2 separate regions of the Mustela erminea genome follow, and region 2 is linked to region 1. Evidence: chromatin contacts called from public Hi-C data. All regions are on one chromosome and are shown on one strand. Each heading gives the region's core, a stretch centred on a gene start, on an enhancer-like site or on the middle of the called end of the contact. The rest is flanking DNA. Distances are from core to core; before and after follow the strand shown.

What was found. A called contact is a pair of places that touch in the nucleus more often than the background predicts.
Region 2: a contact with region 1 is called in a Hi-C map of fibroblasts, with 4 times the contacts expected there. The contact joins two enhancer-like sites. A contact is called at or near these places in 3 of 3 Hi-C or Micro-C datasets (fibroblasts, skeletal muscle and spleen).

The regions. Positions count from the first base shown.
Region 1 is chr10:79,847,269-79,850,722 of mMusErm1.Pri, reverse strand. All of the region lies in intron 1 of MACF1 (microtubule-actin cross-linking factor 1), which reads left to right. Among named protein-coding and RNA genes, the nearest start is that of MACF1, 94 kb to the left of the region's middle. Within about 2 kb of position 1,517, the one cell type or tissue checked has open chromatin away from gene starts, as enhancers often do. A contact at or near this core is called in fibroblasts, where this site is marked.
Region 2 is chr10:79,926,654-79,930,131 of mMusErm1.Pri, reverse strand. All of the region lies in intron 1 of MACF1 (microtubule-actin cross-linking factor 1), which reads left to right. Among named protein-coding and RNA genes, the nearest start is that of MACF1, 14 kb to the left of the region's middle. Within about 2 kb of position 1,256, the one cell type or tissue checked has open chromatin away from gene starts, as enhancers often do. A contact at or near this core is called in fibroblasts, where this site is marked.

The DNA.
Region 1 (3,454 bases), core at 268-2,767:
ATGTCATAGGTAGGTTCGTTTATTCTTTTCTTTCTTCTTCTTCTTCTTTTGATAAATTAGGATCTTCAGTAGTGTAGGTTTAATAAAACACTGAGCTGGGTAACAGTTTTATTCCAAGGCATCAGGGACCCATGGATTATAGGTAAGAGAAAAATGCAAGCAACTGTACTGAAAGTGCCCAGATTTCAAGGACATCTTTAAAAAATCAGTGATATTATGTATTTGAGGTGATTCTTTTTCACTTAACAGTAGATTGCAAGCCCAATTTAGATGAGTCCTAGTTAATTGAAGTTTTGCTGTTTGATAATTCATCAAGGATTATTGCTTCAAAGTAACTTTTGGCGGGGGGGCGCCTGGGTGGCTCAGTCAGTTAAGCATCTGCCTTTGGGCTTGGATCATGATCCCAGGGTCCATCAGGCTCCCTGCTCAGCAGAGAGCCTGCTTCTCCTTTTGCCTCTGTCTGCTACTTTGCCTACTTGTGCCTCTCTCTGTCAAATAAATAAAATCTTTAAAGCAATGCCCCCCCAAAAAGGACAAAAGAAAAAGTTTATTTAAAGAAAAAAAAGATTTATTTATTTGAGAGAGAAAGAGACAGAGATAGATGCAGACTCTCACTGAATAGGAAGTCTGGTGTGGGGCTTTATCCCAGGACCCTGGGATCATGACCTGATCGAAGGCAGATGCTTAACAAACTGAGCCACCCAGGAGCCCCTGCTTCAAAGTATCTTGAGGGAGCCTGCTTCCCCCCTTCTCTCTGCCTGCTACTTTGCCTACTTGTGATCTCTGTGAAATAAATAAATAAAATCTTTAGGAAAAAACAAAACAAAGTATCTTTAAAGTAAGTTGTATAAAAAATTATCTAGCTCTTGATAGTCATTTCCAAAATGTTTGAGATAAGGTTAAGAGATTTAGATACTCAGGAATATTTATTGGGGAAAGTTGAACTACAACTGTTGTCTATTTAGTGTTTGTTGAATATTGGATGTGCCAGTCACTAATCAAAACCCCAGTGCATCCTTTTCCTCATTGCCCTCCTTTGGGAACTTCAGGGTACATGGGCAGGTATTTAAGAGGCTGCTCCCTTTTTCTGAGATTTGGTTTTCATTAGGTTTTTGCCTTACAAATAAGGCTGATGATTATAGATAGTTTGATGCCGAGTCTGGCTTGCAATCTCCACGGCAAGCTGTTGCTAGACAAACAGTCTATGGTAGATAAACCATAACCAACCGGTAGGCTGGTTTGGGCTCTGCCTAATGCCCATGACTTTTGGTTTTATACAAAATAGAATCTGTTGTCCTCAGATTTGAGAGAGTAAGGATTTATTGTCTTCATGGGTGTTTCAGCCTTCGGCCATTTCCACATTGCCACCTGGCTGCCGTTAGAGGGAATTCACTATAGCTCTGAATCCCTGCAGAGTGATGAAAGGATCTATCCCTGCCTCCAGGATGGAGCCTGTGTTCTCTTCCCTTAAAACTCTTACCCATATTTCCTTTTATGACTTGTTAAGTCAGAGGCAGCTGGGAGGAGGCATTGGGGAAGCATTACTCACTGGGCACACATAGTGGCCCTGACTGCTGGTGGGGAGTCTGTGCTGAGTTGAGAGTGAGTCAGCTCTGGAAATGGAAAAATGTAGGGTAGTGGGGGGGGGGGGGATTATGTGCCAGTGACTGCTTCTTCACTGCCTGTTTTTTCTTCTGTAAGAACTCATCACAAAGCTGTGAATACTGGGGATCCAGTTGGGGCAGCCAGTAAGCCAACCAATTTTGAGGTGATCATGTTTTCGGGGAAGGAGTGAGCCAACTGGACCTGGCATCGCTGCCTTTTATGTCGTGTGTGTGGGTTTGGAGGCAAGCTTGAGCTTGTGTAAGGGGAGTTCTATGTGTACAGATTTCACTAGAATAAAAGTAGTCACAGAATCTCTTTGTCTTAGCTATAAAACTCACTCTTCTGGATCTATCTTTGTCCAGTAGGGGTCACTGGGGGTTTAAACTCCAAATTAGAGAACCTGTCACTAATCTTAGTGTGGGCCAATCAGATTCCTTATCTTTATTGTGGCGTCTTTGTACATTGTGCCCCCCCTTTTAATATTAGAGCAGAAATAAGAAATATGAACTTGTATTAAGAATTTTGTGGATCCAGTGACTATTGGATCTAGGAGATTTCGAGGAGTAATTCTAAGCTATAAAGAAATGGATGCCTACAGGGCCACCTATTAGGAGCAGTCTCTGGTAATATTTGTAGTCAAAGAGTGTAGGGTGAAGCAATTTTTTTTATAAAGCCATTGCTACTTGAAGATTCCATCATGGAAAGAAACTGAAAAGGTTATAAAATGTTCTTTTAATTTTATTAAGATAACTCAATAATTTTTATTTTTATTTATTTTTTAAAGATTTTATTTATTTGACAGAGAGAGAGAGAGAAAAATCACAAGTAGGCAGAGAGGCAGGCAGAGAGTGAGGGGGGAAGCAGGCTCCCTGCTGAGCAGAAAGCCCGATGTGGGGCTCCATCCCAGGACCCTGAGATCATGACCTGAGCCAAAGGCAGAGGCTTAACCCACTGAGCCACCTAGGCGCCCCATTGTTAATCAAGTTTTTAATTTTAATTCCTGTACAAATAATATACACTGTCCTATCAGTTTCAGGAGTACATCAATCATTTTAAAATGTCTAATTTTGAACATGAAAAACAAAATTTCAAAATTAGAAAAATAAAAAATACAAAAAGAAAAGAAAAATAATTTTGTGGATCTGTCGAGTATCCGAAGAACAAATTATTCCAGATGCTAGGTGAAGCAAGAAACCAAGTCTGAGATGGAATTGGTTTTATAAATAAGACTGAAAGAGACTTTTTTTAAAAAATGAAAAGGGACAGGGGAAGTAAACTGTTTATTAAGCATCTGGTGTGTACTTACCTACTGACAACAGCCCTGAGAAATAGGTATATTTATACACATTGTACATTTTAGGAAACTGAAGGTCGGAAATATTAAGTGGTGTTTCTAGGGTCACATAATTAGTACCATAGTGATGGTAGGAGGGGAGATCCTATCAGGCACGTTCATTTGTCTTTGGTCCTTGGCCCTGGTGAGGGTTTGTGAGAGCAGGTTTTAACTAGAAGACAAGCAGGGCCTGGTGATAGATTCTCTTATAAAAGACCAAAATGATTCTTGTGTGTGGATTAGGGTTCAGAGCAGGCTCAGGGGGTCCACAGGGCTAAAGAAACTGACAAGTCTGTCTTTGTCTTCAGGTGGCAAGTTTTTCTTCTTTACTGTTGAGGGCTACTGCCAGAATCTAGAAAACAGTCTCACAGAGATCTTAAATTGGCTGTGTGCAAAGCGTGGTATCCATGGATAAATGGTTTAAGTTGGTCTCTCTTACCTACCTCTTATCTTGGCCTGGATTCTTTTTCTGAGTCTTGAATATAACTACCTATTGCATTCTCAGGCCTGGCTGGT
Region 2 (3,478 bases), core at 7-2,506, 80 kb before region 1:
TTTTTTACTTGCTAATATGCTGCTATTGTGAAATCTGCCCGCTTAACTTTTACCCACAACCACTTCCCTACCCCCTGAAAAATCAAGTTAGCAGACTTGATGAGGCCCTGGAGGATAATGGCTGGGTGAGGGGAGCTGGGGGCCAAAAAAAAACCCGATCACCTGCATTTACCTGAGTTGCTGGTTCACAGCTGTGGGCCCCCAGTGCGGTCTGTGAATATTGGGACTGAAGGGTACACGGATGAATGGAGGATGGGATGACACTGAGAACTCCCTTTCTCAAAATGGTTCCACGTAAATCCCTACCTGTATTTACCGGTTTCCGTCCTTCGCTAGCCTTTCCCCGGACGGAAAATGCTTGGCTTCCTTCTTCTTCCCTGACCAGTCAGGTTCCAGGATTCTTTTCTTTGTTCCGTAACAGGTCCCCACATTTCTCCCTTCCCATCTAGGTCTCTGTTCTGATGGCTGTCACAGCGCCATAATCCTGTTGGCCCCCCCCGCCCCCCCCGTAGATTTATGTCCTTCTGTCTCTCTTACTCCCCTCACCGTGCGGTCAGAGTCCCGTTTTCATCCTCCCCACCCCCCACCCCCTGGTCATTTCTCAGCTTCTGGTTCCTCATCCTTGGCCTGGTTTACTTCATGGTGCTTGGCTTGCCCTCTCATTTCAAGTTCAGTTTCTTCCGTTTCTGGAAAACCCTTTGTTTCTGGGATTCCGTGTGGCCTCAGTGTGGCCTTCAGCCTCTCACTGCAGCCCTGTCTGGATCCTGCCCCTGTCCTCCTTCTGACCGTGTCTAGCTCCGGATCTATCTAGGTCTTTCGCTCTCTCCCTTCCCCTCAGCTTCCCTAGGCCCTTCTCCTGCGGCTGCACAGGCCCGGCCCTGTTTCCTCCAGTCAGGGGCTCCCTCCTTTGTCCCAGCGGCGGGTGTAGGTCAGCGCCGAGCCGGGTGCCCGCCCGCTCGCCCTGTGGCGTCGGCCCGGGGTCTCCCCGCCGCTGCGGCCCGCCCAGTCCTTCATTCGCACGCGCGTGGGGCCTCCCTCCCGGCGGCCCCCGCCTCCCTCGGCCCGCGCCCCCTGCCCTGCCCGCGGTGGTCCGCAGCTAGCCGGGCCCCGCGTGGGCAGTCGGGGGGCCCGGCCGCCGAGGCGGCGGGAGAGGGGCGGGAACCTGCCGGGCCTGCCGCTCCTGACAGGAGGAGTCGCCGCCGCCGCCGCCGCCGCCGCCGCGCCGGGGCGGGCTGAGGGAGGAGCGGAGCGAGGGGTGGGGAGGCGGAAACGCGAGCCGGGACCGGCGGAGTGCGAGCGGCCGGCTGCGGGCAGGCTGAGGAGCGGAGTGCTACTGCCAGGCCGGGCGAGGCGGACGAAGAGCGGACAGCGGAAAGCGGACAGCCGGGGCGCCGCCGCCCCCGAGCCGCACAAAGGGCCGAGACTGGGGCCGCCGCCGCCGCCGCCTCAGCGCGCGGGCCTGGAGCCGGCGCTCGCCGGGGCCCGGGGAGAGCGCGGCGCGGGCGGCCATGGCCGGCTACGTGCCGGGTCAGCAGCCGGCCAACCGCAGCCAGGAGAAGGAGTTCGTGCAGGCGTACGAGGATGTGCTGGAGCGCTACAAAGGTGCGGCGGGCGGCGCGGCGAGGGACGGGCGGCCGGGCGGGGTGGCGGGGTGGCGCCCACCCCGGCGTCGGGGCTGGCCCCGGACCTGCTCTTTCTCGGGCTAGCTTATTTGCGGAGTTGAGATAAGCCTGCGGGAGACGGCGCTTTCCCCAACGCTGGCTACATTAGCCGCCCTACTATCTGGAAGGGGGCGAGCCCGGGGGCTGCCTCCCGAGCCCCGGCGCGGTAGGGAGTTGCCGGGGAGGAGGAGGAGTCGGGCGGGAGCAGCCTCCCGGTCCGCTCCGAGTGTCCAGCTCCTCTCGCCGAGGCTCCGGCGGCCGCGAGCCCGCCCGGGGGCTCTCGCCCCCCTTTGTCTCCCTCAGTCTCCGCTCCGTCGCGTGGCGGCCGGGGTCGGTGAGTGTGCACTTTTGGGGAGAGGCCTCCTCCCCCGCGCAGCCCGGGGGGCTTCGAGCCGGTGGAGGCGGGGGTCGGCCGCCGCTCTCCCCTCCCACCGAAAGGCTTGCCGTCGACTCGGGTGGCAGCCGGGAGGCGCTCTGGCCGCGCAGCCCCGCACTCCAGTGCCTCCTGCAAGGCCTGGGTGTCCGCGAGAAAGTTTTGACAGGCGGAGGGTCTGCGGACTGCGGCTCCCCGACGTGTCCCCTGATGCCCGAGGCGCCCTTCGGGCTCGAGCCCGGGGTGCGCGCTCCCGGGGGCCCCTGCCCTGATCTTGAACATCCAGGGCTGGGCTTTTGCTTTGTGTGCCAGTTGAGCTTTCCAACCCGGGAGATTTCCCCCCCAGAAACTCCAGAGGCAGCACTTTTCTCCTATTTTATTCAGCGGCGCCCTTGTGACTGGGCCTCTAGTTTCTTTTCATCGGAAGGAAACTTCAGCCCTTATGACTGAGTCCAGCATACTTGTTTACGACACCTAGCCAGTGAAGGGAAACTAATGCAGAAGCTGTAAAACCCTCCCTCTTTTTCTTCCCTTGTGGCTTGGGAATGCAGCAGGAGAGAGAGAGAAATGAAATGCTGAAAGGGACCTGCTGAGGAGGTCTGCTGGTTCCCTTCTGCATCAGCTTCTGTAAGCTGTCCAGGTTTCCCTGCCTGAAGCAAATGTTCTGTCACCCCCCTGTGGTCTTTCTTTTAAGAAATGTGGTTCATTTCAGAGCACAAAGAGGTTAGATTGTACTGCTGAACTTCATTGAAAAAATGCTGCTAAGTGAATGGTTAGTTCCATTAAGTTTCCTCGCAGGCTTTGGAGCAACACTGCACTCTTCAAAGAGAGGACACTCTGTGCCTGTGTTGGGCTGTGAGAGCTTTAACAGCCCGCAGAATTATAACACAAATAGGTGAAGAAATCTCAATCTCAGCACCTCGCGGGATCATGTTGCTGGTGGCCTCCAACTGAAAGGAAGTTGGATTTCTAGCAAATGAAAGGAGGAAAGAAGGGGGAAGTAGGGCTGGTTTCAGGAGAGTCCTTTTAGCTGGCTCACTTAGTTTGGTTTCCTCTGAAAAACTTTGATCAGGTGTGTAGGAATTTGATCCTTTCCAGGCACAGATCTCTTTCTTGGGAGGAATGAGTTGAAAATGGCCAAAATAAATTAACTTGAGCTGTTTGAATGGTTGTACAGGCTGCTCTATGATAGTTGTAGAAGAATTTCTCATCCCCCCCACTGCATCATTCTCACTGGGAAGTCAGGGTGGATTAGGATCCAGGCCTTTGTTACTTTGCTGTATGGAATTCTTGCATTTTCCAGACTTAGAAATCCCCTTACTGCCTTTATGGGAGAACACTTAGCCTAAGCTAGAATCAACAGAGTGACCAGGGGTGTACTTTGTGAGAACAAAGACCAGAATTAGTTTTGGAGAGACTTGGGGAAATAGATACTGATGATGTT